Regions from separate parts of the Mus musculus genome. Here regions 1, 3, 4, 5, 6 and 7 are each linked to region 2. The links are chromatin contacts, called in public ChIA-PET, HiChIP or PLAC-seq and Micro-C maps. All regions are on one chromosome and are shown on one strand. Each heading gives the region's core, a stretch centred on a gene start, on an enhancer-like site or on the middle of the called end of the contact. The rest is flanking DNA. Distances are from core to core; before and after follow the strand shown. Region 1 holds the start of Hexim2 (hexamethylene bis-acetamide inducible 2). Region 2 holds the start of Atxn7l3 (ataxin 7-like 3). Region 3 holds the start of Fmnl1 (formin-like 1). Region 4 holds the start of Rnd2 (Rho family GTPase 2). Region 5 holds the start of Brca1 (breast cancer 1, early onset). Region 6 holds the start of Plcd3 (phospholipase C, delta 3). Region 7 holds the start of Map3k14 (mitogen-activated protein kinase kinase kinase 14).

What was found. A called contact is a pair of places that touch in the nucleus more often than the background predicts. ChIA-PET counts read pairs in DNA pulled down with a chosen protein or histone mark. HiChIP or PLAC-seq counts read pairs in DNA pulled down with a chosen protein or histone mark.
Region 1: a contact with region 2 is called in an RNA polymerase II ChIA-PET map of memory CD8 T cells, with 22 read pairs. The contact joins the promoter of Hexim2 here to the promoter of Atxn7l3 in region 2. A contact is called at or near these places in 3 of 115 datasets of contacts at active chromatin or transcription factors (double positive thymocytes, memory CD8 T cells and pancreatic cancer cells).
Region 3: an RNA polymerase II ChIA-PET map of memory CD8 T cells shows a contact between it and region 2, with 13 read pairs. The contact joins the promoter of Fmnl1 here to the promoter of Atxn7l3 in region 2. A contact is called at or near these places in 2 of 115 datasets of contacts at active chromatin or transcription factors (memory CD8 T cells and pancreatic cancer cells).
Region 4: a Micro-C map of embryonic stem cells shows a contact between it and region 2, with 4 times the contacts expected there. The contact joins the promoter of Rnd2 here to the promoter of Atxn7l3 in region 2. A contact is called at or near these places in 1 of 484 Hi-C or Micro-C datasets (embryonic stem cells), 1 of 115 datasets of contacts at active chromatin or transcription factors (bone marrow-derived macrophages) and 1 of 9 other capture datasets (adipose tissue).
Region 5: an RNA polymerase II ChIA-PET map of memory CD8 T cells shows a contact between it and region 2, with 13 read pairs. The contact joins the promoter of Brca1 here to the promoter of Atxn7l3 in region 2. A contact is called at or near these places in 2 of 39 promoter capture datasets (neural stem cells and pre-B cells), 2 of 484 Hi-C or Micro-C datasets (embryonic stem cells and muscle stem cells), 3 of 115 datasets of contacts at active chromatin or transcription factors (bone marrow-derived macrophages, memory CD8 T cells and pancreatic cancer cells) and 3 of 9 other capture datasets (adipose tissue, liver and pancreatic islet).
Region 6: a contact with region 2 is called in a FOXA1 HiChIP or PLAC-seq map of pancreatic cancer cells. The contact joins the promoter of Plcd3 here to the promoter of Atxn7l3 in region 2.
Region 7: a contact with region 2 is called in an RNA polymerase II ChIA-PET map of memory CD8 T cells, with 17 read pairs. The contact joins the promoter of Map3k14 here to the promoter of Atxn7l3 in region 2. A contact is called at or near these places in 2 of 484 Hi-C or Micro-C datasets (CD8 T cells and Th1 cells), 4 of 115 datasets of contacts at active chromatin or transcription factors (memory CD8 T cells, microglia, pancreatic cancer cells and 1 more) and 1 of 9 other capture datasets (liver).

Annotation. Positions count from the first base shown.
Region 1 is chr11:103,130,838-103,134,716 of GRCm38.p6, forward strand. Hexim2 (hexamethylene bis-acetamide inducible 2) reads left to right here and starts at 2,522. Exons shown (of 3, transcript NM_027658.2): 1 at 2,522-2,620; 2 at 3,198-3,304. The coding sequence starts at 3,242.
Region 2 is chr11:102,295,157-102,298,781 of GRCm38.p6, forward strand. It overlaps Atxn7l3 (ataxin 7-like 3), which reads right to left and starts at 1,473. Exons shown (of 13, transcript NM_001098837.1): 1 at 1,247-1,473. Gm33851 (cyclin-dependent kinase 13-like) reads left to right here and starts at 1,233. Exons shown (of 2, transcript XM_030246466.1): 1 at 1,233-2,021; 2 at 2,468-2,761. The coding sequence starts at 1,609. The coding sequence ends at 2,540.
Region 3 is chr11:103,169,725-103,173,506 of GRCm38.p6, forward strand. Fmnl1 (formin-like 1) reads left to right here and starts at 1,414. Exons shown (of 26, transcript NM_001077698.1): 1 at 1,414-1,717. The coding sequence starts at 1,589. Gm51919 (a long non-coding RNA gene) reads right to left here and starts at 852. Exons shown (of 3, transcript XR_003949776.1): 1 at 430-852.
Region 4 is chr11:101,465,892-101,469,849 of GRCm38.p6, forward strand. Rnd2 (Rho family GTPase 2) reads left to right here and starts at 2,284. Exons shown (of 5, transcript NM_009708.2): 1 at 2,284-2,548; 2 at 3,042-3,129. The coding sequence starts at 2,447. Vat1 (vesicle amine transport 1) reads right to left here and starts at 308. Exons shown (of 6, transcript NM_012037.2): 1 at 1-308. The coding sequence starts at 242.
Region 5 is chr11:101,550,579-101,554,497 of GRCm38.p6, forward strand. Brca1 (breast cancer 1, early onset) reads right to left here and starts at 1,377. Exons shown (of 23, transcript NM_009764.3): 1 at 1,191-1,377. Nbr1 (NBR1, autophagy cargo receptor) reads left to right here and starts at 2,076. Exons shown (of 24, transcript NM_008676.3): 1 at 2,076-2,377; 2 at 3,410-3,520.
Region 6 is chr11:103,099,608-103,103,164 of GRCm38.p6, forward strand. Plcd3 (phospholipase C, delta 3) reads right to left here and starts at 2,051. Exons shown (of 15, transcript NM_152813.3): 1 at 1,773-2,051. The coding sequence starts at 1,923. It overlaps Acbd4 (acyl-Coenzyme A binding domain containing 4), which reads left to right and starts at 2,081. Exons shown (of 11, transcript NM_025988.2): 1 at 2,081-2,181; 2 at 3,075-3,489.
Region 7 is chr11:103,265,608-103,269,120 of GRCm38.p6, forward strand. Map3k14 (mitogen-activated protein kinase kinase kinase 14) reads right to left here and starts at 1,794. Exons shown (of 16, transcript NM_016896.3): 1 at 1,731-1,794.

The DNA of each region.
Region 1 (3,879 bases), core at 1,272-3,771, 840 kb after region 2:
GTAAACACAAAGGAAGTAAATAAATAATATTGGGTTTGGTGGTACCTGCCTACAATCCAAGGACTTAGGAGGCGGAGGAAGGAAGTTCAATGCCAGCTTAAACTACAGAACGAGTTTAAGGTCAGTCTGGGCTATCCGAACCCTGTCTCAAAGGAAAAAAACAAGTTGATATACTAGCTCATACCTGTAAATCTAACACGTGGTTGAGGCAGAAGGATTACTCTGCCTAGGGTAGAGTAAGAAGTCTCAAAAAAAACCCAAACCAGTCAATAGTGAGCAGGTATTTCTGTTTGTTGTTTTGTTTGCACAGTAGACTTTAAAATTTTTCTTCAAACCATGAGGTATGGAGGGAAAAATTAGTTATAGCTAGGAAGCTCTCACCCCATTTAGGACTATTCAAGTTTCACTAGTAGCCCTGGCTGGCCTGAAACTCTCTATGGAGAGCTGGCTGGCCTCAAATTTAAGAGATCCACCACATCCAGCTGGAAAGACTTTGTTTTTTTTATTAATACAAGGGGCAGTCCTTCAACCCTGAAGAAACTTTCCCGGGTCCTACTGTTAAAGCAAGGGCCTAGGAGTTAAGACCATCTATAACTAGCAGTAAAATTCATTACAAGGTACTCACAGGTATCAATGGCTAGTTAACCACCTACTTCAGAGCCTTACCTGGGCACAATTTTAACTGACAGCTCAACTACAAAGCTATCATTTGAAGGTGTAGTCTGGAAATCTTTAAGAAACAAGTTCAGTAAGAGAGCCTTTTAAATGCTGGCAGTGCTATAATGTTAGGTTGTAAGTTTATTCGAGGTCTCCCCTATATCCTATATAACACATAAAGTAGATCAAAACTGCCATTTCTACTTAAGTACTTTCTGCATCTACAGAAGAGATGGCTTCAGTAACAATGAGACAGTGGCACAGAAAATACTCTTTTTAGTTTGTGGAACAAGACTTTAAATGGGACATGGTGTAGGCTTACAAAAAAAAAAAAAAAAAAAATCACATCGGAATTAACTCCCTTTGCCCTTGTAGCACAGCCTCTTCGCCCCTAAGTTACGGCTCAGATTTCAAAATGCAAGCAGATGTTTTTGAAGTACCCGAAATGGGCCACTCCGTTTCTATTACTGGACTGTAGTGACTGAAATTATTTTCTTTCCCCCAACCCTTCAAAGGGCATAACCCCATCCCTTTGGCGTGAAATTTTGAAGTGGGGCGACACACTTCAGGAGTTTCCAAAAGCGGATGCTGACGTTCGAGGTCAGGCCATTGGGAGAGTCGGGGCTCGATGGGAGAAATCTTGAGGGCAAGAGAGCTCAGAAATTTCCAAGCGCTAAGCTCGAGCTTTCCACGTGCCCAGATCTAGTTGGTCCCAGGGGGAGTTGGTGGCTGTTATAGAAGTTAGAGGGTTGTTGCTTTTCGCAGCCCTGAGAAGTGGGATGGACACGGTGTATGGGGGTGGGGAGGCGGGTGCAATCCGGCCGGGCAACCTCGGAGCCTCCAGCTCACTAGCACTGCTCAGGGCATGCGGCCAGAGTTGCAACCTCGGCCCGTCCCTGCGAGCCAGGGTCTCCAACTGGCGTCGCGCCCACCTCGTCCTTCAGATGGGGGTCCGGCTACGCCGGGCCTGGCCGCCATACCCGGGATGAATGGGGGTGACGAGAGGCCTTGGGCAGACCTCGGCCTCAGGATCACGTCCCGGTGGAAGCACAGCAGAGGGGAAGCCGTCTTACTGGCCTCTCCTCTGCTGGGATCCCGGGAAATACGCGGTAATTACCCCAAAAGGCCGCTCTCAAAGGCGAGGCGGAGAGGCTGCCGGGACGGTTTGAGGACTGGGCTCGGCCGGGGAGACGCCAACCTTCACCCTTCCCAGCCCCCGACCCAACTCCCCGCCGTCTCCCGGCGCCGCCACTTCAGGCAGCCCACTCGGCCCGGCCTCTCCCCGCGCCCGGACCACCCCCCATGGGGTGCTCTCACTGCGCAGCGAGTCCCTCCGCTGCCTCCTCCCAGCCCAAAATGGCGGCGGCGGCGGCGGCCCCCGAGCTGCTCGTCGCCTTCCTCAAGGCTAGGGAATCCCTCCGCGCGCAAGCCCCGCCCCCGCGACCGGATCTCTATTTCTCCCTGGTAAAGCCTAACGCCATCAATGAACTCTTTAATTGAGCTCTGACAGGGCGGGTCCAGTTGTGCTTCCGCACAGCTAGTTGTTGACAAAAGTCGGGAGACTGGCAGACAAGCGACCCAATCAAAGAAGAGATCGGTGAGCGCGGGACGTTCACGCAAAGGCAAATAGGTTTTTTTTTTTTTTTTTTTTTTTTTTTTTTTTTTTTTTTTTTTTTTTGGCGTTCCTGGGCATGGTTGTTGACGTAATGGGAGCTTGAAAGTATCCTGGGCAGCTTTCCTAGGGTGGAAGAACTACAACCCCCAGCAGCCATTGCGCTGCCAGGCTGTCCTCTTCGCCCCTCCACCTCCCCCCCCCCCCATCTTAGGGCTTTAGCGGCTTGGCCAGAGCTGCTGCTACTGCAGCAAGAGATAGGGCAGAGGCGTTGAGACTCTCATGGACAGGCGGTCGCACAGAAAGACACACAGAGGTAGTGGTGTACACTAAGCCCTTGACAGCAAATAGGTCAGTCCCACCTTCGTTAAATCTCCCTGCCAGGACTTTTCCCTCCTCCAAGAACTCCATTTTTACTCCCATTGAATTTTTTTTCTTCTTCTTTCTGTCAGCTGCATGTAGTTTGAAGACTTCTTCCCTTTAGCTCCCCGTTCCTTGAGACAGGAGAGAAGCCGTCCAGGCCCTGTAGACAAAAAGACTTCAACCATAGGCTCTGACCAGGTCCCAACCTAGAGAGATTGAAGGTGGTCAAGATAGGGGCTTCCAGGAGCTACAGACCCACCCTCTCCACAGCATCCCCCAAGCAGTGTCCTTTCTGGGTGACAGAGCTCAGGCCTACCCTCCTAACTGCCAGCCTGTCTTTACTTATTAGGAGAGCAGAGGCCCAGGGCCTCTGCTCTCCCACTTGGTCCCTTGCTGGCTAGCAATGTGAAGACTAGAGTATGGAAACAGCCTTCCGAGTCTTCACTTGAAAGTGAAGGCCATGCAGGTCTGGGGCCACAAAATGGCTGCTGCTGCTGTGACAAAACAATTCCTGACCAACCAGCTTCTGCCTAAGGACTTAGGTTTCTGTTGTTGTTCAAAGCAGGTGACAGTAGTTAAAGACATCATCTGCTGCAAGAGTAGGAGAAGATGGCCACTGTGAACCATACCAACTGCAACACAGCGTCACCAGCTGCTCTGGAGGAGGCCAAGGTAAGTACCCACCCTCCCAGCCACCTGAAAGCCCTAAACGTGGGGTCAGATAGCTGAAATCCTAGGGCTTTTGTTGTTTTGTCTTGTTGGTTGGTTGGTAGATTTAGAAAACCAGTATTTTATTTTATTTTCGTTTGTTTGAGACCTTGAGGGGGGAGGTGGGGGGGGGTGTCTTTCTGTGTATCCCCAGCTGGCCTCGAACTTGCAACAACGTTCTTCTTCAGCCTTCCAAGGGCTAAAATTACAGCCTGCACCACCACACCCAGCTAGAAAGCCAGTGTTTTAAATGAGTCTGTACTGTGCTCTGGGAAGTAGGCCAGAATGTGATTCAATGATGGCTCATGAATTCCTAAAAGCCCTTCAAGGTAGATGTTATTTCCAGTGGACAGAAGCTGAGGTTGGAGAGCTGCACTACCTTTTCCAGAATCAGGCAGCCTGTGAGGAACAAAATTCCACCTTACATTTAGGGTCTTCTGATAACAGTACCTTGTCTCTCAATGACAAGTGACCTCAAGGACAAATAACTTGGTTAGAGATTTTGCACTTAAAAAAAAATTTATTTTTTCCGGGCTGAG
Region 2 (3,625 bases), core at 223-2,722:
CATCAGTGTGTCTCCCTCCCCAAGGCCCCGTTCACTAGGTCTAGATGGTCCTTCAGGGCCTGAGAACCAGAGGTGGCCTAGTCCTTCCCAGGCCTAAGCTCAGGCCCTGAACTGTACTGCCTTGCCAATCAGACTCTAGGTCTATAGGAGGCAGCAGCTCATCCCAGGTACCCAAAACTCAAACCCCTCTTTGATACCCATGGTGCAATGCAGCAGGGGGAGGAGAAGGAACTCTAAGGCCTCAAAGCAAACCCACAGGGTGTGGCAAAGAACTGCACAGACTCCTCAAGACAACCCCCGTTTCCCTAAGGGCTGTCATAGTCACCTCTGCTTTCAGCCAGGATGTCCACTTGGGGGGGTACTGCTACCAGAAGTAGGAATGGCCCTAACACCCTACAACCTTCACCCCACTCTGTCTTCTCTTAAAATAAGCCTGCCACTCTACGAGAGGAACAGAGCCCAGAGAAGCCTACAGGCAAAGGGCATTTCCAGCCACCAAGAACGTGAGCAGAGGAGAGCCCCGTGGTACGCACGCGAGTGGGCACTCCCCTTACCTGTTCTTTTAGATCGCACCCTCCCTCCCTCAGGACCAGCCCGGAAGTCTCTCCAAGAGCCCCAAAGTCCAAAAACCCCACCGTAGGATTCAGAAACAGTGCCCACAGTTCGGGGCCCCACTGAAGAGTGGGTACGAGTTTAAGAAGCTGCCGGCCTCGAGTGGGGTGGGGACTGACAAATGAGCCAGGGGCACTGGGAAGGGGAGCAGGCCGTGTCGCGGCTCTTCTCCCGTCCTTGCGGCACTGCTGCTGCATCATACCGACTGGGGGGAGGAGAGCCGAGCCGCCCATAGGCCGGCGGCGGGCCGGGACAGACCGACCCCCAGAGAGTAAGCAGAGTGGGACGCGTCCCGACCCCACTAGGTCGCCGCCTGCCCAGATCCCGGACGGGCCGGGGAGAGGATTCCGGGAGGGTGTCTCTATTGTCCCGGGGGCTGGGGCCTGGCTCCCTAACAAAGGCCCCGCGCCCCCTCCCCGGCCGGCCCTGCCCCGCCCAAGGAGGACCCAGCCAGGGGGAGACCGGGGGGCCCCGGCCCGGCCGGGAAGCCGGGGAAAGCCGGGCGTTTCCGCGTCGGCCCTGGGGGAGGGGAAGGGGCGCTGACCCAGACCTGGGGGGAGGGGGCCCAAGCCCCGCCTCGGGCCCCGCCCCCCGCCCCCCGCAGGCCCCTCCCCCGTCCCTGTTCTGTACTCACCCCGCCCGGGGGGCCGCGCCGGGGCCCGGCGGCCTCTCAGGGCCGCGTCCTCCGGCGGCGGCGGCGACGGCGGCTGCTCCGGAGCCCCATGTCCGTCGGTCCGTCCTCGCCTCTCCCCGGGGCCCGGGGCCCGGGGCCGGGGGGTCGGGCTGCCCCCCCGCCTCGCCGCCTCACCGGGCGGCCATGGCCCCTTCCCCTCCCTTCTCGTCCCGTCGCCGCCTCCTCCTCCTCACCTCACCCCGCCCGCGCGCAGTCCGCGCGCCGTCCGCGCGCCCCTCCCCCCGCCCCCCACTCCAGCCCGCCTCTCCCGGGCGGGGGGTGCGGCGCGAGCCCGGAGCGCGCGCGCGTGCCGCGACCGGAGGATGGATGGATGGAGCGAGCGAGGACGCGAGCGTGCGCGCGCGCGCCCCTCTCCCCCCTCCCTCGGCGCGGGCGCGAGGCCAGGCGCGAGCGCGCTCCAACCTCCTCCTCTTCCTCCTCCCGCCCCTCCTCAACACCCCGCCCTCGCCCTCCCTTCCTCTTCCTCCTTTCGCTTTCGCGCGCCCAGCGACTGCTCGCGCCTGCTAGAAGGGCCCGAGCGCGTGCATCTGCCCCGCGGCCGCAGCTCGGCAGCATTTGCTCCAGGGGGCGGGGACCGGGAGGGGAGGAGGGGCGCCACGCCGCCGTCCAAAGTACCGGCGGACGGGACCTGGGGCGGGGAGATGGGTGGGGCCTCCGTAGACGAGTCCGGCCAATCGCGGAGTGTCCTCGGCCCGGGAGGCCCAATAGGCTCGAGGTGGGTGGGGCAGCGTTCAAGGTGAGGTGCGCGGTGCGCCAGGGGCGGAGACTTGGTGCCGTCCCGGCCGGCTCGGGGGCGGAGGCAACGGGGTGGCGTCGAAAGAGAGCGCCGGCTCCCAGCCGAGCCTGGGACGCCTTCCGGCCCAGGCATCCCCGCCCTTCCCGCGGGGTTCCCTGCTCTGCTCCCCGGTCGCTCCCCCACTTTGACCGCGAGGCATACAGTCAGTTGTGTGAAGAGTCTGGGCTTGAAATGGGGTGCAGTTAGGCGCTCAGGAAGGAACAACCTTAAAAGGGGCTGGTCTGCATTCGTTCTCTGGGTTTCGGAGTGGGTCACCAGCCACCCCAGGCCTCCGAACCGAAAAGAACCCAAGGGAGAAGGTTCACTGCGGAGTGCAAGCTGCGCCCTTCTGAGTCGAGCGCGCTCCCGCCCTTATCCTAATTTAGATCCCACACCTGCTCGCCTTTCCTGCTTCCGGAGCCCACGCTGGACCCTCCACCTCTCAGACAGACTGCTTAGCACTGGCCAGACTCTGCCTACACTAAAAGCTGCTCCGCTGGGAGTGGCCTTACCCTCCATCTCTCGCCTCTTTAGCTTCGGGAGGAAAGGTCCTTTTCTCAGCCACCCAAGGTGTTTAGATCTGCGCTCACATGTACGTGGCCGTGTCTACAGCCTCGAGACTTTTGCGTGCCAGGCCTCTAGCTTCAGATAAAATTAAACTCTGGAATCACGTACTTTGAGACCATCTTTGGTTCTTCGCTCTTCAGCAAACATGTATGGAGGTTCTTGGTAGATATTTCGAAGCGGATAAGACCACACGTTAGTTCTGAATTTAACTTGGTGGACCAGGCAAAAGACCTTCTTACGCCTCTTTTGTCCATTACCAGAGGACATAATGATAGTACCTATTTCATAGGAAAGACTTAACAATTAAGTTTATGCCTAGCCACTCCTTTTACCACAACAGAGAGAGGTAGAGAGAGGCAGGAGGATCTCTGTGAGTTGAGGCCAGCCTAATCTACATAAATACTTCCGGGGCTACATAGTGAAACCCTGTCTCAGAAACAACCGAAGCTAACATGGCATAGGAGAGACTCTTAGGTGTCTGGTAATCTTGTATTGTCTTTTGTTTTCACTCCATTGACACATGGTCTTATTTTGTAGCCCATCCTGCCTCAGCCTCCCCAGTGCGGGGATTACAGTACTGGATGACATACCAATTGTTACTTTGTCTTTTTTTTTTTTTTTTTTTTAACTTGAGAGACTGCTGTGGGTGTTGGGAACAAAACGCTTGTCCTTTTAGTTGTGAGCCTCTTAAGGCTGAGCCATCTTTCCAGCGCTGGCTGTTATTTCAGTTTTCCTTCTCTTTTTAAATGATTCTTTATAATGTCTTCACTGCCATTAAAAACTTAACATTAAGAAAAAAATGTTGCTGGGCAGTGGTGGCGCATGCCTTTAATTCCAGCATTTGGGAAGCAGAAGCAAGTGAATTTCTGAGTTTGAGGCTAGCCTGGTCTACAGAGTGAGTTCCAGGACAGCCAGGGCAACACAGAGAAACCCTGTGTCGAAAAACCAAAAAAAAAAAAAAAAAAAAATGAAATGAA
Region 3 (3,782 bases), core at 164-2,663, 870 kb after region 2:
TTAATTTCCCAGTTCCTGCTGAATCCTTTGTCAGTGGCTTTGAGTATGAACTAGAGAGGTGGGAATGACCTAGAGTAGCCATTTAGAGCCCCTGGGCTGGCACAGAGAAAGTTCAAGGCTCCCTCAGTGTAGGGCACCTCACCCCATGGACTGGCAGAACAGGGAGGGGCTGACTCAAGAGCCCCACAGATTAAGTGGGAGAATTAGAGGTGTTAATTCAGGATGGAGTTCGAGCCCCGGTTATGAAGGCCTACCCCTTCTCCACTCTCCTACCCTAAATAAGAAGAGTCCGAGGCTATAGATTTTTGGATATGAACAGAGAGGCTCGTTTCTGCCCTAATTATCTGTGTGGCCTTGGACAAGACCCCTTGCTACAGCTACGGAAAGGCCCCTTGTTACCGTTACAGAAACAAGGACATCCATACCTACCTTTGCTGGTCACTATCACAGAAATCTTTCTGTAACTATCAGATAGCCAAGATTGTCATTCTTCAGCCAGCCTAGGTCCCTCATGGTGACAGTGTCAAGATTTTCCACCCATCTGAGGTGCCTGTTCCTCCCCCAGCCTAGCAGCTGCCTTTAACCCTTCTTAGTGCCCTACTTCTCCTTGGCACCACCACAGTGATCTCCAGGTTCGCCAACCTCATTTTTCCACGAGTGCCCCCAGTCTAAAACTGCTGAAGATGCTGGCACAGTCACATCTGGTCAGGTCTCAATTGACCTATGTCATTGTCCTCCAACCTGTTTGCAGATAATTCCCTCTGGTCCTCAGATCATCTCTGGGCCCAACGGAGGAGAGACACAGAGGTGGGGGGCCTGGAAGGGGGTTCCCATCTTCTTAGTTGGGGACCCCAAAGGGGGACCCCCAGCAGCAATTACGCCCACCAACCGCACCTCAGCGCCACCTTAGGTTTCTAAGGCGCGCGCGGATTGGTTGGACAATCTTCCGCCCGGGGGTCTGCCTCCTCCAGGCTCGGGCCTAGGGACCCCCCTACTGCCGGGCTTAGGGTGGAGAGCTGCGGTTCTAGGACCCGGAGGCGCCGGGCGAGCGCGCCGCTGTGTTCTCGGCCTCGCCTGGGTCGGCTCCGGCTCGGGCAGGTGCATCGGCGGCCGCCCCCTCCGCCGCAGGTGCACTGCTCGGCAGCCCCCAGCCGGCGCGCCATGGCTGCGGAGGACCCCCGGCCGTCGCCCGCGCCCGCCCCCTCCCTGCAGCCCGCCCCCCTGGGGCCGGGTGCGCGGCGGAGAACTGCGGTTTGCGCGCACCGGGAGCGGCAGCAGAAGTTCGAAAATCGCCGAGGGGGGAGCCCGCGCCGCAGCTTCCTGCCCCCGGCCCAGCCCTCTGGCCCCGGCCGCCTGCAACCCTACTTCCTCCCCGAGCCTCGGTCGCCGCCCGCTCCCTCGGACGGGGCCGCCGCGATGGGACGCCGCGCCCCGGCCCCTGCACGCCGCTGAGCCGAGAGCCACCTAGCCAAGCCTCGCCACACAGCGCTGCCCTTCGCTTCCAGGCTCCCGGAGCCTAGTCCGCGACCCCCAGGGAAAACTGGATCTCCGAGGCTGGAGGCGCCTGGCCGGCTGGGTGGGGACCACCATGGGCAACGCGGCTGGCAGCGCCGAACAGCCCGCGGGCCCCACCGCGTCGCCCCCGAAGCAGCCAGCCGTCCCCAAGCAACCAATGCCGGCGGCCGGGGAGCTGGAGGAGAGGTTCACGCGGGTCTTGGTGAGTGTGACCTGATGCGCACCAGGAGCCAGGGATGACAGGGGCTCCGCATGCGTCCCCGCCTCTTGGGACTCAGGTGCGGCTTGGAGATCCCTGGTCCACCTGCTGTCCCTCCAGAGGGGTAGGAGTAACACTGTCATCTTTCAGAGTGACTTGGCACCCCCCCCCCCAAGAAACTTTCTTTAGCCCCCTCCAGGAAGCTTTCTTAAGAGACCCCCCCATCGACCCCCTTCCTATGCTCCTAGTTCTAAAGGTGTCAAAAATGTCTCATAAGGTTGAGTTCCAAACGCGCCCCAGGTGGGAGGGGGCTGGCGCCCACTTTTCCACTGCACGCAGGCCCAGCGGCTGGGTGCAAGTCTGGAGCGCTTTGCCCTTCTGCGTCTCAGGGTCAAAGAGGAAAGGGGTTATAATTTAACCTTCTGGAAGCTGTAGACCTAGTGGAGCCTTCAGTCCTGGGTTGTTCTGGTGTCTGGCGTAGGAGTTGGACTCTTAGACCCTCCACTTGTATTTATCACCCCCACCATGTCCCGGAATGGGTGTTTGCAGTCATTCCCTCATCATGGACCACCCCCAACCACTGAAAGGAGTAAGCTTAGGAAGGGTGGGGCCAGGATAGGCTGGTCATTCTGGCTTGGAGTGGAACAGAAATCTGGAAGGCTCCCCTCCCTCTTGGCTGTCACTTGCTTGGGAAACTGGGGCAGGCAAGGGTGGGTTAGGATGGAGTAGCAGCTGAAGTCTGGGCCTCTGGGAGGGAGCCATCAACTCATCAACTCTGAGCATGGAGTTAAGTGGTTCAAAGTGTTTCTGATAGGGTGGGCTGTGCAGGCATTGGGAGGCAGAAGTAGGGGAGGGGAAAGGCCAGTCTTTTTCACTTCCTCCTCTTCACCCCAGCACTCTTTCCTGCTGTCTTCTGTAGGTGGCTGCCCAGTGGCATCCCTGTTAGGCATCCCTGGCTGGACACCGGGTGACAGTGGGGAAGGCTGGGCTGTTTCCTAGAGGCATTTTCCAGTCTCAGTAGGCTGATGTTGCAGGTCTGAGGATGGGAGTCCAGAGGAGGCTCACTCTGGATGCAAAGAAGTGCTGACCCTCTGTCCTCCACACCTCCTGGATAGCATTTCCTCTCTCTGGCAAGCGAGCGAGTCAGTAGGCCTGACTTGCTAGATCCTTTGCATGGTCTCAAAGGGGCAACAGTTCCTGAGAATCCTGGCTTCGGAAGGAGAGGAGGAGCTTGGGGGGACCTCTGAGATGGGGCGGGGTCTCTCCTTGTGAAGGCACAAGTGCTCAACTTGGGGACAAATAGGGACTCTGAGGGACATTTCACACTAGGCTAGCTTTGGACTTCCCTGTCTCTCCACCTGCCCCTAACTCCCTCTTCCTCAGATCCAGGCCTTGGCCAAGCTCAGCAGAGCTGAGCAAGTGGGGGAGGGGGTCATATTAGGAGCCTGGGTGATGGCAGGTTCAGCCTGTCAGGAGGGCCATGGGTTCGATTTTCCCTTAATGGGTGTGTCTATGGATAAGGGATAGTTCTTGGCCAATCTGTTAGGTCAGGTACACTAATGGGAAGGAGCCTTGTGAATAATTCAGACCAGTGGAAATTCCAAAAGTCAAGTGCAAGACTTAATTGCCCTGGGTGGATTTTCGGCTGTGATGGTCGGATAGGAAATGCTGCTGAAAACCCCTGAGGGCCAGGGCTTGGAGGGAATGTCAGGAGAACCTTCCAGAGTGTCCTGGTGGCTCAGTGGAAGCCTAGGGCAGCAGCACCCACAGGGCTTACCCATCCCTTTTCCGGTCCCCTGGATTTCAAAGCTGTCCCTTATCCTCTGGGGGTGGGTAAACTCATCTTCAGGTCACACAGTTGAGAACTGGCTTTTCTTGTTCCCTCACCATTAGGGTCATGAGCCCCACCTGGATTAACGGCCCTGACCTCTGCCTGAGGCCACCCAGGGCTAAAGATTGGTGAAATCAGGAGTCTACCAGTGGGTGTAGCTCCATCTGACCTCTACTCTTGGGGTCATGCGCAGTCTTTAGGGACTGTCTAGCATGAAATGAACTTGAAGTTGTTATG
Region 4 (3,958 bases), core at 1,034-3,533, 830 kb before region 2:
GGCCGGCTCTGCAGCTTCACCTTATCGTAGCCACCGAAGCCGGTGAGTACCAGGCAGCGCAGTGGCGGTGCCGAAGCGGATGCTGACGCTTCGGGGGCCGGGGGTGGCTGCGGGTCGCTTGCCACCTCGACTGTCGGGGGCTGCGAAGGCGCACCCTCCCCGGCTCCGGTCCCGGTCTCCGCCCCGGCCTCGGTCGCCGCTGCCACAGTGGCCGCCTCAGCTGCTTCCCTCTCCGCGGACATGGCTAGACTCGCGACGTGCGTTCCCAGCTGTACAGAACCGGTGCACAGCTGGGAAGGGCGGGACACGCGTCAGGAAGAGCGCAGGCTGCGGACACCAGTGGGTGGGGCGGGGCCTTGCTCGGGGGGTGGGGCTTCGCGGGCGGACTTAAAGGGCTAGTCCCTCTGCTGACCGAGCTGCGAGGGCGCGAAAAGACTAGCGGTGCAGGTGGAGGGTGGTGGTGTACGTGCGTGTGACTGATAAGCATGAGGAGATTCTGGGGCATGCCGAGTCTAAGACTTGATTTATTCGTAGAAAGCCTTATACGAATTAAAAGTTGTCGTGACACAGTCTGAAGGATAATTTAAAATCTGAATTTATAATCTAGCCACCTGTGGATCAGACTCCGGTGAAATTGTGCCTCAGGTTGAACTCTACCGTTTACTAATAAGCAGACTTTATTCACTATGTTCTTTTGTTTGCTTGTTTTTTGAGACAGGGTTTCTCTGTGTAGCCCTGGCTGTCCTGGAACTCACTTTGTAGACCAGGCTGGCCTCGAACTCAGAAATCCGCCTGCCTCTGCCTCCCAAGTGCTGGGATAAAAGGTGTGCTCCACCACGCCCGGCTTACTCACTATGTTCTTGCAGTGGCAAACTACAAGCATGAGAACCTCTAAGACAGGGTCTCACCATGTAGCCAGGTCTGGCCTGGAGCCTAGAAGGTGCCATGAATACAAGGCTGGCTCTGCCTCCGGAGTTCTGTGGTTAAAATGACATGTGCCACCACCTCCCTTTTCTTTCACACTCTCTTTTCCTTTTGTTGGAATTGAGGATAGAACCCAGAGCCTCATGAATGTAGCTCTACTCCCGAGTTACATCTCTAACTTAAACTTAACAGTTTTGGGTGTTAATGCTGTGTGTCTGTTTACTTTTTGTAAAACAGCGATGAGATTGTGTGCTTTAGTTACCTTTACACGGTTATTCAAAACGAGATAACATTAAAATGAACATCTTCGACTTAAAGAAGAGTTTTGTTTGTTTTGAGACAGGATTTCTCTATTTAGACCTGGTTGACCTGGAACTCATTATATAGACTAGAGTGGCCTCAAACTCAGGGAGATCTGCCTGCTTCTGCCTCATGAGTGCTAAGACTGAAGGCGTGCAGCACCATGCCCGGCTAAAGAAGGATTTTTTTCACTTATGTATGCATGTATGTATGTATGTGTATTTATTTGTTCATTCATTCATTCATTCATTCACTTTACATCCCGATCACAGCCCTCCAAGCCCCTTTCTCCATCCTCTTCTAGGCAAAAGATGTCATGCAAATGGCGGTTTGCTTATTGCTAGTCTGAGATGAGGCTGAAATTGGCTTTGGGGCTTAGCTCTGGCCCAGCTTAGCTGTCAAAGGATTCTAGCTTCCTTAGCCTTCCCTTTGCTCTTTCTACCAAAACATCCACCAGAGGACGCAAAAGCTCCCCTAAAACTTTCCACTCAGTACTTGGCTAGAGGAACTTAGTCCATGCTTCTAGGTTGGTCACAGGCCTAGATCCCGCCACCCGTCGTTATGGAGATAGAAAGCTATGATGTCACTAATGTAGGGTGGGAGTGCTAAGGTCCGTACTTCCATTTCCCTAAGCTCTGTCTGGACCCGAGAGTGGAGGAGGGAGACAAAAATCAAAAATCCTCCCTTTCCTAACATCTCACGCCCCCCTGTGTTCGGGAAATAGATTGCTGCCGCCGCGCGTGTCCGCCGCACTAGCACACCTGCGTGCACGCGTGGGCACACAGAAGGCTCAGGCCTTGCGCCCGTGTATGGAGCTTCGCAGCTGACCCTTCAGAACTTCGCCCTCGGTCAGCCCAGCCTCCATGCCCGAGGAACTCAAATAAACGGGGCTCGCTGGCCACAAACCCTCAGGCGCTCCTGGGGTCACAGCTGCGCGCTAGAGTCTAACTCGGGTCCCCCTCCCCTCCTCCCAGGCCCCGCCCCGTCCCGAACCCCGCCCCTCGGCTGTGCGGGTGGGAGGCGGGGCCAGAGGTGCGGCCCGCGGGCTAGGGGCGGGGCGGAGGGGGCCCGCAGCCCCGGGCGGGGGCTCGGCGCGGGCCCGCGAGATGCCGGTGTCGGCGGCCCGAGAGGCTGCAGCTGCAGCGGCGGGGGAGGAGGCGGCAGAAGCGGCGGCTGTGCCCGGGAGGGGGGCGGCGTGGGGGGCCGGCGCGTAGCCGGGACCATGGAGGGGCAGAGTGGCCGCTGCAAGATCGTAGTGGTGGGGGACGCGGAGTGCGGCAAGACAGCGTTGCTGCAGGTGTTCGCCAAGGACGCCTACCCCGGGGTGAGGAATTGGCGTCTGGAGAGAGGGGCACCGAGGCTGCGGGGAGTGGGTTATAGGGGCCCCGGGGGCCGCTGGAAACCGGTACCAGGGTAACCAGGGAGGAGAGAAAGAGGCTCAGAGGAAGGGAAGGAGGCGTTGGGGGGTCTGAAAGGACTGCAGAGGATTGGAGTGGAAGGAATCAAGGAACGCGGTGAAATGGATGGGGCTTAGGAGCATCAGAGGATCCGGAAGGGCGCTCCGGGAGAATGACTGAGGTCCCGGGCATCCGAGAGAGAAAAAACTAGGGGCTAAAGGGACCCGGGAAGGGGGGTTATCTGAGAGTCTAGCTAGGAGGTGGAGGCAGTAGCTCCCCGGATCTTCCCTTAGCCCAGCCTCAGACCAACTTCTGTCTAGGGACTGAGCTGGACCGGGTGTCGAGGGAGGAGGGCAGTTGTCAGGGTGAGTGAGTACTGGAGAGCAGCTCTCTCTCATTTTGACCCATCCGTGTCTGCAGAGTTATGTCCCCACGGTGTTTGAGAACTACACTGCCAGCTTCGAGATCGACAAGCGCCGCATTGAGCTCAACATGTGGGATACTTCAGGTAGCCAAGTCCCTCGGGGTCACCCTGACGGCGGCCAAGGTCCCTTCCTCTAGCCCCTCCCTTGGCCAGAACCTGAGATTCCAGGTCAGCTCAGACATCCATCCAGTTTTAGAGCAGAACATCAGTTTCTCTTTTGAGCCAGGGAAACTGAGGCAGAGTTTCTTAGGCCTGACAGAAACCACGTAGGAAGTCTAATATCGGCCCTGCAGCTGGGTTCTGCTTACCCAAGGAACTTGGAAAGAAATGATTTATTTTGGAACATGTTTCTTAGGAAATAGGACTGGGTTTAGGAAAGCTATTTAGAATTACTGGGGTGGGGGAAGGTGGTGGAAAGTAGTTTTTTTTTTTTTTTTTTTTCTTCCTCTAGACTGAACTAGAGTCCCAGGAGAACAGGAGCACTGGCTCCCTGTCCTTGCTCCAACCTCATGGGAAGGGTTTTTATTTTTACTCCGTTCCCTGGAGGACTTTAGAAGATGTGTCATCAAAGCCCAGAAAGCACGCACAAAATTTGTCAGAATGGTGGTAGATTTTCTGAGATTCTTAAAGGGCTTCCAAACTCCAGAAGATTACAGATTATCAGTGTGAGATCAGAGGAACCCATAAGCCATTTCCCACTGCTTCTGCTCCTCTCTGCCTACTCTTTTTTTTTTTTTTTTTTAAGTTTTATTTATTCATTTATTTATTTATTACATGTAAGTACACTGTAGCTGTCCTCAGACCCTCCAGAAGAGGGAGTCAGATTTCATTACAGATGGCTGTGAGCCACCATGTGGTTGCTGGGATTTGAACTTCAGACCTTCGGAAGGAAGAGCAGTCGGGTGCTCTTACC
Region 5 (3,919 bases), core at 127-2,626, 740 kb before region 2:
TCAAGGAAAAAAAAAAAAGCTAAAATGGAGTGACTGGACAGAAGTGATATATATATGAACTTTCCCCAGAGTCTGGTGTTCTTTTTCTTGCTTAGAATCAAAACCAGTGGTGTCATACCTATAGTTTCAGGGACTGGAGAAGTTGAAGGAGGAGGATGGCTTGGACTCAGAAGTTCAGCAGTCTTTTTGGGCTAGTTTGGGGAGGCCAAAAGATCAGATATGGTTGTTTCAACCTGTACTTTCAGCATTCAGGAAGTACAGGCAGGAGGATAGAGTTCAAGGTCACCTAGAGCTACACAACCCAATTACAGAAGGCCCTGTCTCACAAACTCTAAAACTAGCTGAGAATGGTAGTGGATATCTTTGACCCCCTCCTCCCCAGAGACAGGGGCAGGTGGAGGAGTGTTTAAGACCAGCCTGTTCTATTATACACAGCTCCAAGCCAGCCAGAGCTAATATAAATGAGACTAGACTCTGTCTCAAAACTAATCAACTACCCAGCATTCAGGAGGCAGAGGCAGGTGGATCTCTGTGAATTCGAGGCCAGCCTGGTCTATAGAGCTAGTTCCAGGACAGCCAAGGCTACACAAAAGCCAAAACCAAACCAAACCAAACCACCAACATAAACGCTAACCAACCAAACAAAAAAGAAGCACACATATTATTTTAAAAGTCGCCAAAAGGAACACTTAAAAACTGCTAAAGCGTCTCCACCCTACCTCTTCTGGATGTTTCCCTGTTAAGGCTCTCTTTAAACACGTCTTCTCTGCCAACAGCATTCATTACTATTGCCATTCCCTTATGTACTTCCCTTCTAGAACCTTCTGTGAAATGTACTCGGGTCTAGTTCTTCAGGAGTTTCCCTCCACAAACTCCGTTTTTCCCCCCTCTTCCCTGCCACACTTCTGCCCGCCTTTCCTCTCATCCTTTAGCCCGCATCCGTATACAACCTTCAAGATACGATTACAGCCAGAACTCCCCCTCGTAGATCCTTTGCCCTCTTCCTCACAGCTGCCCCCGGGAATGCACAAACTGCACCCTTCCCAAGAGTCCTGTTTGAAAACGTCTGGGACCCTTTGGTTCCGCCCCAGGTACTTTCCTAATCAGTAAACACCCGTCTCCACCAGCAGCTTCCTGCCTTTCATATGAGTATTCCGGGGTACCCTTTCTGTTCCTCAGGGCTGTCTCACCTTTTCTCCGAGAAAAAAGATCCGTACTTCCAAGCGCCGAGGACGGAGAAGCCCCAAGAGAGGTGCTGGATCCTCTGGCTGCACGGGCAGCGGCCGCGCAGCCGCAATTACAATCTATCTAAAATTCCCGCGCTCTCCGTCGCCAAGGAAACCGGCCGCTTGGCGCCTAGCGCTAGCCTTTCGGAACACAAGATCCAGACACGTCAGCGGAAGGGAAGGGAGGAGCGAGTTGGGGGGGGGGGGTGCTGAAACTGTTTCTGGGTTTGCGATTGGCTACCTAGTCTTTTTTTTTCCTGTATGTCGTCACTAGAAAGAGACGGAAGAGAAAGAATTTCGAGGTTTCTCTTAGGCAGCCCCTTCGCATCTACGCCTGCTTATTACGTCACAGTAGTTCTGTACAAAGGGTGGGAATCGCTCCCTGAGGCCGGAATATGAGCGCAAGGTAGTGCCCAAAGCAGTTGCAAAACGAGGTCTCATCCCTCCCTCAGCCTTCCTGCCATGGAAGTCTCCAGTTTCGGTAAATAAGAGACTTGTGTAAGAAGAACTACCAATTCCAGCATGCATTGCGGAACGAAAGGCCTTCTCCACAGCATCTCTTGGAAAGTGTAGTCTTACGGGAAAAGAGCTTCTCACACCGGAAGCAGGCACGAGTACCACAGGAACCCAGTCGGTACAGCGGAGACCTCCTCGCAGTTATGCGTCTTAGCTGCTATGAATCGCAGCGTTCTGTGTTCGTGTTTTGTGCACAGAAAATAGACTAAAAGGAGCTGTGGGTTCCAGGAAGACTACAATTCCCGTCCAGCCCCGCGATTCTCGGGTAACTAGTCCGCCAATGTCAGTGACCTGGGAAAAGCAGAGGGTGGCCAATCGGCTTGGGAAAGGGAAATCCAACCAGCTGACTTCTGCGCGCTAGTTCCGCCCCTCGGCCTGGGTGTTTGTTATTGTTATGCGGTTCAGAGAGCTTCTGTCCCTCCCTTGCCAACGCAGCACTGACCAATCGGTAGAGAGGTTATTTTGAGGGGCAGATAGAAAGAGCCAATCATCTTGTGGAAAACTCCGGGAAACATGGGACTAGGCCCGGTCTCTGTCCGCCATGTTAGATTCACCCCGCAGGGATAGCAGGCGAGCTGGCCGCGAACGGTCCTTGCACTGGCCACTGGCAAGCGCCCCCCGTGGGCGGAAAGCTGGTAAGGAAGCTACCACTGTTACCTAGAAGTAGGGGCACGCCGTTCTTAGAGTGCTCGGGGAAGTTCAAGGGGAAAATCTTGCAAAGAGGAGTGACTTTCCGTGTTCAGGGGCAGCCAGTCTTTTCAGTGACCAGATGAGGGAGTCGCTTGGGTTGTCATCGATAGTGGGGGGTGGATACTGCCTGAGGGAGACAGTTCATGGCTTAGAAGGGCCAGTTTCTGCTAAGAAAAGGTCTCGATCCCCCCCAGAACATAAAGAGGGCTTCGATGGTGGTGACACTCACTGTCCTGGGGACATGGAGTTCCGGGAAACCATTACTGGAAGACTGGGATTAAGTCTGCGACAAGAAAGGACATACATCTTCCTCATTCTGTCCCTTTCCTATTTTTAAGGCTCTATTGAAGGAAGATATCTTGAGCTAGGACCTTCCAAATTAGAAAGGCATCGTTTTTCCCGTTATGTCAAACACCCACCTTTCAGATGACACATTTTAAAACTCAGGTTGCTTGTGCCAGCTTCTGGTATAGAAAATGAAGTTCAGATTCCCAAATTGGCTTTATTAAAATTATTTGTCGGGGTTGAAAAATAATCACGTGAGGAAAAGCTGACTTAGCCACATGAACGTGAGTCAATAGGTATGAGTTTACAGTGCCATTTAGGAAAGTGCAGGCTTAGGCCCAGCTACCTGACTGCTGGAGGTAAACCTTCAGGTATAGATGTGGTTAACTGTACTTTTGATATTTTCACAAGTTCAAGATGATTGCTCTGGCTGAAAGAATTTTCACACGTAAGCCCTTTATGAAGACCTGTATATTGGCCAGCTAAACTAGAACCGCCTACTTCCTGTTTTCTCCCATGGGCAGAACAGCTGGTTGCTCCAAAGTATGGAAACTAATTCCCACTTGTGTAATTTCAGAACGGGGAAGAATAGTTTCCTTCCAGACAGAAAAGAGTGGAAGAGTATTTCTTGAAGTTGGAAAGTGTGTTTCACAATTTTTACATTTTGGTCACTTTGTTTTTCTGGTTTAAAGAAAAAACAAACAAACCAACCAACTTGAACGTGCTGGGGAGTTGCTGGGGAGTTGATGAGCCAGCGTCTGCCTAAATTTTACAGCTCCTAAGAAGGAAGAATTGCATTTCAGGTAAATGCATGCTGGTTGTCAGCAGGGTGGGTGCTAGAGATTAGCATTAGCTTGGCATCGAAGTCAATTCTAGATAAAGACAAGTGATGGGAAAAAATGAATAATTGAGTATATAAAATAGTCAGAATTAAGAATACAAGGTTCTTTTGTTTCAATTATTTATTTTGAAACCGTTGGTGTTTTTGTATGTCTGTAGGAGGGTGTTAGATTCCCCTGGAATTGGAATTACAGACAGTTGGAAGCTGCTGCACGGGTGCTGGGAATTGAACTGGGTTCTTTGGGGGGGTCGGGGGGGGGGGGAGGCTGAGCCATCTCTCCAGCCCTACAGGCTCTTAAAATGACAGTTGTATCCATAGTACAACACTCTGAAGGCAGAAGCAGGCAAATCTATAGCAATTG
Region 6 (3,557 bases), core at 801-3,300, 810 kb after region 2:
ATCATCTTACACAGCCAACCCCACTAGTGCCACCTCTAGCCAGAGACGGCTGACTTCATATTAGACAGCCACCACCCTGTCTCCTCCTCGTGCCTGTGCGTCCTCCTCTTCTGTGCCTCTCTCACCTGAACCCCAACACCTCTTCACGAGCTACTCCCTGCCTCCTTTCAGCCCTATTTGACCACCCTATTATCCATCTGCTCCTCTAACTCAGCCAGTGGATTTTCTGGGACCCTTAGCACCACCCAAACTTCAGAGAAACTCTAAGGTGTCTGTCTACCTCTCTCCTCTTCACATGAGCTTCCATCCAGCTCTGGGGTTCAGTGGGGTCCTCTCTGCCTCCCCAGCATCACAGTCCGCTCCTCCCTCCCTGACTCTTTCCCTCAAGGTCCGTCTTCTGACAGCAGTACTGAGCTGTTTAGCTCTCTTTGGACAGGCCCGCGTGTGCTGTGTTTGTTGTTGTATGGTAGGTAAATATTGACTTCTTGAATGACTGGACCGGAGAAGGATGAAGAGCTGCCCCAGGCACAATGCTCATGGTGAGGACATCCAATACATTCTGGTGGAATGAGGAAGAGGAGGGCACAGCTGAGAGGGAAGCCGGGGAGGCTGGCATCTGGGACCCCTGAGTTCTGTCACCAGGTTGACAGTCCTGAGAAACCACTTCAGTTTCCTGCACTTCACAGTTTATAAAATGCTCCTTGTTCAAGCCCAGGGAGTCCCATTTTGCCGAGACTCTGAGCGTGTAGGTTGGGATGGCACACAGTCTGAGTGGCCCCGACTAGATTCTTTGATGTCTGAGTCAGTTTCCTCCTCTGTGAAATGGGGTGCAGGACACCTACCTCAGGAAGGTGAGCTTAGCACCACACCTGCAAACCACAGCGGTATTGAGCCGACTCGAGGGCTCCTTGAAGACTAGTGACTTCCCTCTCACCTCTGAAATAGGAAGCTGGACTGTTTCGCACCATTGCCCCGGGTCTTGCCAGGGCTTTGTTACTGCTGGCAGAGAAGACCTGAGGGTTACAGGGCTGGCTTGGGTGTCTAGAATCTCGCAGAGGCCATCTGTAAACAGCCCCTCAGGATCAAGAACAGCAGGTGCTGTAAGATGCCCACAGACCTCAAGTAGCACTTGGGAGATGAATGTACGTACCTCCGCGTGCGCGTGCCTCTGCCTCCCGAGTGCTGGGATTAAAGGCGCGCGCCACCACTGCCTGGCATTGTATTTTTTTTTTTTTTTTTGAAACAGAGTCTCATAGACCCCAGACTCATACACACACACACACACACACACACACACACTTTACTTTGTAGCAGAGAATGACCTTGAACTCCTGATCCTCCTACTGACACCTCGCCAGTGCTGGGAGATTAACAACAGTAAGTCGTTGTGATACTGGGGATCTAACCCAGAGCTAAGAGCTCTACCGATTGAGCTACATCCCCAACCTAACTCCAAGCTTTATCTCTCAGTCCATTCTCCTCACTCTCCAGCAACCCTATCCATGCCCCGAGTCCCAAATTCTCACCCCAGCACGGCCCCGCGAGCGCCTCCCGGTGAGAATGCACCGGGGGCATCCAAGCCTTCTAAAACAGCCTGGAAGTCTGATGACCCCAGGTGTGAACCCCAACTGGAACAGTGCTGGTGCTCCTGGTCAGATCCTCCCCAATTCCAAGCACCCTGGCAAACCAGGTGGCCCGTACACCCCGCTCCGTCCAGGTTGTCCCTAGAGACAGTGCGCGCCCACCCGGACCCATCCTTGTGTGTCACTGACCCATCTTCTTCAGTGCCCGTAGCCCAGGCCTTTTGGTGCTGCTGTCCGACGACGCGGGCGAGGGCGGGAACGCGAGGGGCGCTGCGACCTGGGCGGACACCCGGGATTCCTCCGGCGAGCGGCGACTCCTTTTCCAGCCACCGCACAGCATGGTCTCGAAGGGCCCAGGGCCAGGCCCGGGATCTGTGCGTGAGAACCGGGCAACGGGAACACAGCCCGCGGCGCGGTCCGGAGCTAAGAAACTTAGCGGCGCCCTAGGAGTCAGGAGGAGGAGACCTCGGGAGGAGGGAGAGAGGGAGGGACGAGGTGGAGGTGGGCGGAGCGAGGCCGAACTTAGGCGGTGCGAGGCGCCTGCGGGACCCCAGGCCTGGAGCTGCGCGCCCTGGTGTCTACGCGTTCGCCCCTACTAGTGAGTCGGTCTTTCCATTTCCTTAGAGGTCCCCGGATCTCCTTTCTACCATTGGCCAGAGTCCCTGTTGAAGGGAATTGAATTTCCCGGAGGGATAGGTTTGTCCTCCGGCGCAGACACATTTTTTCTGGGAACTCAGGACCCTAGTCCATCCACCTTAGCCGGGTCCCTTAGGGAGCCAGACAAGGGACAGATCTATAGGAGATCGTCCCGGGCCACAGGGTCCTAGTACGGAGGAAACCCATAGAATTCTGAAGCAGAGCTGCGCAGGAATGGGGACGAGAGGCTCGGGCAGTGACGTCATGAATTAATCTCCGGGCTCGGGGCCAATAGCCAGTCCTCAAAGGTGGATGCCTTGCGGCCAACCGATCTGAAGACTAAGATGAGACTAAGTTTAGAGTTCCAGAAGCTTGGTACCCCAGAGCGACACTCCATCCTTGGTCAAGGGATCTGCACAACACTCTGCCAAGGTGTTGATGACGTCAGCCAAGGAAAACCTCCTTGTACGGGTGCCGGTGTAGTGTTAGACGTACCCTTGTGAATGCGAAAGGGTGGAGTGTGCATGTGGCTTTCAAGCACGAGCTTTGGATAGGGGCAGCGAGCTGGTCGAATATTGTCACTTGGACGCGACCTACAGCCAGGCTTCCCACGCTAAAAGTAGCGAGTTTCGGGTCCTAGAATCTCCATCTACTTGTCCCGCTGTATTCTTTCCTCATTTATCCAAGTCCCGACAATTCTTCATACTAGCTTAAGTCCCCATCACCACTGCGATCTTAAATTTGCTTACTATTTGTCAAACCTTCGCCTCTGCTTGATCTCTTGATTCCTTCCAGGAGTGTTCCTTTTTTTTGTTGTTATTTTTCTGGTTCACTCTTACTTTTTCCAAAACTCAGCTCCAGTGTCCTTTCTGCGGAACGCCGGGCTCCAGGACTCTCCTCTATTGCCAGCGTAGACGTGTTCCAAGAGCTGAGTCGAGGTGCCTCGGACAGGCGGAGCCCGCATCAATCAACCCACTCCCGTGGGTTTCCACCAGGGGGCGCGAGGACTCTGCGACCATCAGTGTGTCCACCGGGAGGCGCTGCAGCCCGCCTCGGGCTGTCGCGCGGTGCGGAGTGCCACCCATAAATTAGCCCCGCCTGGCTGGGCGAGGCAGGATAGCATTATTTGCATAATCTTGAAAGAGCCTTCCTTACTGGTTAGGGTATAAAAGACCAATACGAAACGGTGCCTCTGGTTGGCTTTTCTCCTAGCTCTGTATCCCGCCCTATCCCTGCCCCTCTGGAACAAGAGGTCAATCGGAAGCCTCTGGTGAGTGATGAGAAGAGGACCCTGGTGTCCTGGCAGTGGGCGCCTAGGGGTGAGTGAGAGGCTGGGGC
Region 7 (3,513 bases), core at 544-3,043, 970 kb after region 2:
AACCTTCAGAACTGCTCCATCCACCCCAAAAACAATCCGAAAATGACCTGAAGCCTGAAGCCTGATCACGTAGTACTATTTGATTTCACAAACTTCTGGTATGTATTTCTGGGTATGTACAGCTGGGCACTTATTTCTAAAATTAAAGTCAGACATACTAACTATTATTATGAGCTGTTCTGAGAAATTTATCACACTCTTCCAAATAAATCAGGATGTCTTCTTTCTTTCTTTTTCCTCTCTGGTGCTCTGAGACAGGGCCTTGCTATGAAGCCCTGACAGGCTTCAAAGTCACAACAAATCCTCCTTGTCCCAGCCTCCCAGTGATGGATTACAGGTGTGTGCCACCATGCCTAGTTTTCAAGATGTCTTAAGGGCGTCTGAAAAACTCATAAAGCTGGCATCCATCCAAAGGAATTGCCTTTGACATCACTTTAAATACAAGAGGAAATACACACATACATCATAAGCAAGTCAAGAGTCTTCAAAGCATCCTCTCACATTAACAGCAAAAAGATCACCCCAACCCCCCCCCCTTTCTCTATCAAAGTTAGGTTATGCTGTTCTTATTCAGGGATCTGGAGAACTCACCCTCACTCATGGCTCTGAGGCCACAGACGAGGCATATCATCCCTCACACCTGGTTCAGGTACTTCGCTTACCAACTGGACAACAGTCTATGCATCTGACCACACCTACCACTAAATGGGAAAGTTACTAAGCAAAACCCTGCAGAACTGAAGTTAGGAAACAATCCTCTAATCTTTCAGAGAGACTATGTTTCTAGATACTCGCCAGTGTTCCGAAGTCCACTGGTCATGGTGCCACTCCTCGTTCAGTTCATTCTTTTAGCGCCCTTAATCCAGTCATTAGTGTTCATTGTCTCCAATTAACAACAACAACAACAACAACAACATGTCATTAAGACACTGATATTTGAAACTTTTCTCCACTCATCCACTTGACAGCCCATGCACACCCCTATCCATCCTTTAGGGCTGTCAGCCATCTTTTAATCTCAACTGGGGGGTGGGGAGTGGAGGGGGGGAGGTCTGAAGTTAATGAACATGATGAGGTTCCAAAGCAGGTGGGAATCTCTGCCTCAGACAAATGTTTCTTTTCACTTGGTGACAGGTGGCTGAAAGTTGCCAGAGCCGGGAAGAGCTTCCAGGACGGGACTAGTACATATAAACAGATTCCAAAAGTTCCGAGTAGAACACAGAATTAGAGAAGGGTAAGGACCATCGAGGAGGGAGGACAGCACCATCAGCGACTAGCATTGCTCTACTGAGTGCCCAGAGCAGTGATCCTCTCAGAACAAGTGATCCCAAGCAGTTCAAAGGGAAAGGCTGCTCATGTCACTGCTAGGGCAGTGGAGCGATCACCTTCTCTTGGGGGACACTTAGGAGCCAGGTCTGCCAGTAGGGCGGCTGAACTCGATGGCACGGATGTTGGGGAAAGGGAAGCAGACAGTACCCGCGCGCGTTCCGGGCAAGCGTGTGACCCGTGGGTGCGCGGCCTGGAGGTTCTAGGCGAGCACGGCGTTTCGAGCGTGGCGCTGATGGCGCTGAGCGTGCGAGCGGGTTAGACCGTAGTCACCCGGCCACCCCTCCCAGCCATCCCTCGTGGACAGCCCGGCTGCAACCCAGTCCCCGCCTGGGAGGCGCCCCTTCCCCGCCCGCTCCCTCGGCGTCCCGCTTTAGGACTCGGGGTTCTGCCCAGTCACCTACCGGCGGAGCGCCGTTGTCCTCAAACAAGCGAGTGTGGCGCTTCGCTGGCCAGCGATCGCTCCGGGCCCCTGCTGCCCCTCCTCGACCACGCCCCCGTGCCTATCCCCGCCCCGGGCCACGCCTCCCCCCGTGGCTGCGACTTTGCTAGCTTCCCGCCTCCTTTCTTTGGCCGCACCGCGACCCTTGATCCCACCCATTCCTATAAGTTAGCCAATAAAACGCCTTGATCCGGTCGGCCTGCCGGCCACTCCTCAGCAGCGATTGGCTAGCGAGGCCTCCCCAAAATGGGCACTGTTTCCGGCCAGGGTATCCAGCGCCGAAGGCTGGGTGGATGGGCGGTCTGTAGGCGAAGGAGGCCAGGGTGTTGGTTGAACTACACATGCGCTCTCGCCTTCTGGCAAATCTTACGGGCTGCATTCTTTTTGAGGTTACGGGAAGGAAGGGCGACTGTACGCATGCGTGGGCATTCCCGGCTTCGGCTTTGGTTACCTTGGAGACGGCGGGGCGCTCTCGCTCTGAGGTCTTGGGTTTCTCTGCTTTCTGCTTGAGGGCGAGGCTGCTTCGTGGGGGCCTGGTGGGGCCAGAAACATTTTTATGGAGCACGTAGAGTGAGCCCGGTTCTGTAAAGTGTGTGGAGATGAGGTTGCTCTGCCTACCCTCGAGAAGTGTGGGGAGCCAAAGGCCTATGTAGGACAGACCGGGTGTTGAAACGCTCTAAGGGAGTGTGCAGATGTGGTACAGTCTCCTTCCACCCCGAGAAGCTTCATGGTGTGTGTGCTGAGCACGGGATCCATTCTAAACTACAGAGTCAGGAAGACTTGGTCTTTGAAAACGTGCTCTCTACAGTGCCCTTTTTATGGGGCCGGGAAAGAGTGTAGGGAATTTATGGATTTTTTTTTTCTTTTCTAACTTTGCTAATGGGCTTCCTACTGTACCACAAGCTTCTGTTTACTGGTAATAAGAAATTACAAATATGTGTTTTTTAAAAAAATGTTTCCAGAATAAAAGATGCGCTGCGACCTTAGAGACTCTGCAAGGAATCCTAACTGCAGATGCAGGGACTGGTGGTATGGTGGGAGTGGCAGCCATATTCTTGGCTGGTTTGAGAAATAAGGAACGGCCTGTCTGGAAAGGTTTGAGCCAGGGCCAGACCACTGTCTGCTTGTGACCACTTTGCAGACCTAGCTTCTTTCTGGAGACAAGTTCAAGCCGACATCTGTTGTTGGACACCGAGAAAGGCCATTCATTTAGACAATGTGGAAACCCCACAACCTGGCCTGCATTCAGGAGGCTGAGGCAGGAGGATGACAAGTTTGAAGCTAGTCTGAGCTGCATAGCCTGACTTCTATGTGGAAACAAAGCCAACTAGATGAGAACCTGAGAGACTCACCCCTCTCCCCTGGGCCAGAAATATGTTAGAGCAAAGCCTGCAGTTGCCCATAGTCCATTGTTACGTTAGTGTCAACCGTGTCAAGAGTTGTCCCTGGAAGCCTTTCTGGCTGTGACTTGCACTGAGCCTATACTTCAGTATATGCAGAACCTATATGTCAGTTTCTGGGACATATCTTGCTAGTGGCCAGCTGAGAGATGGTAAGGCAAGAAAATAAAAAGGGCTGGGGGCCTCTAAAAAACGCTCCTCTCACCCCTAGGGCTTGGCATCTCTGACTCAGAGAGAGAGGCAGAGCTGGGCCAGATGTACAGGTTGGTATCAGGTCTCTTGGGTGTCTGTCTTTCCCTCCCACCACCTGTTTGCCGCTGGGCAAAGCACTTCTCAGGAAAGATG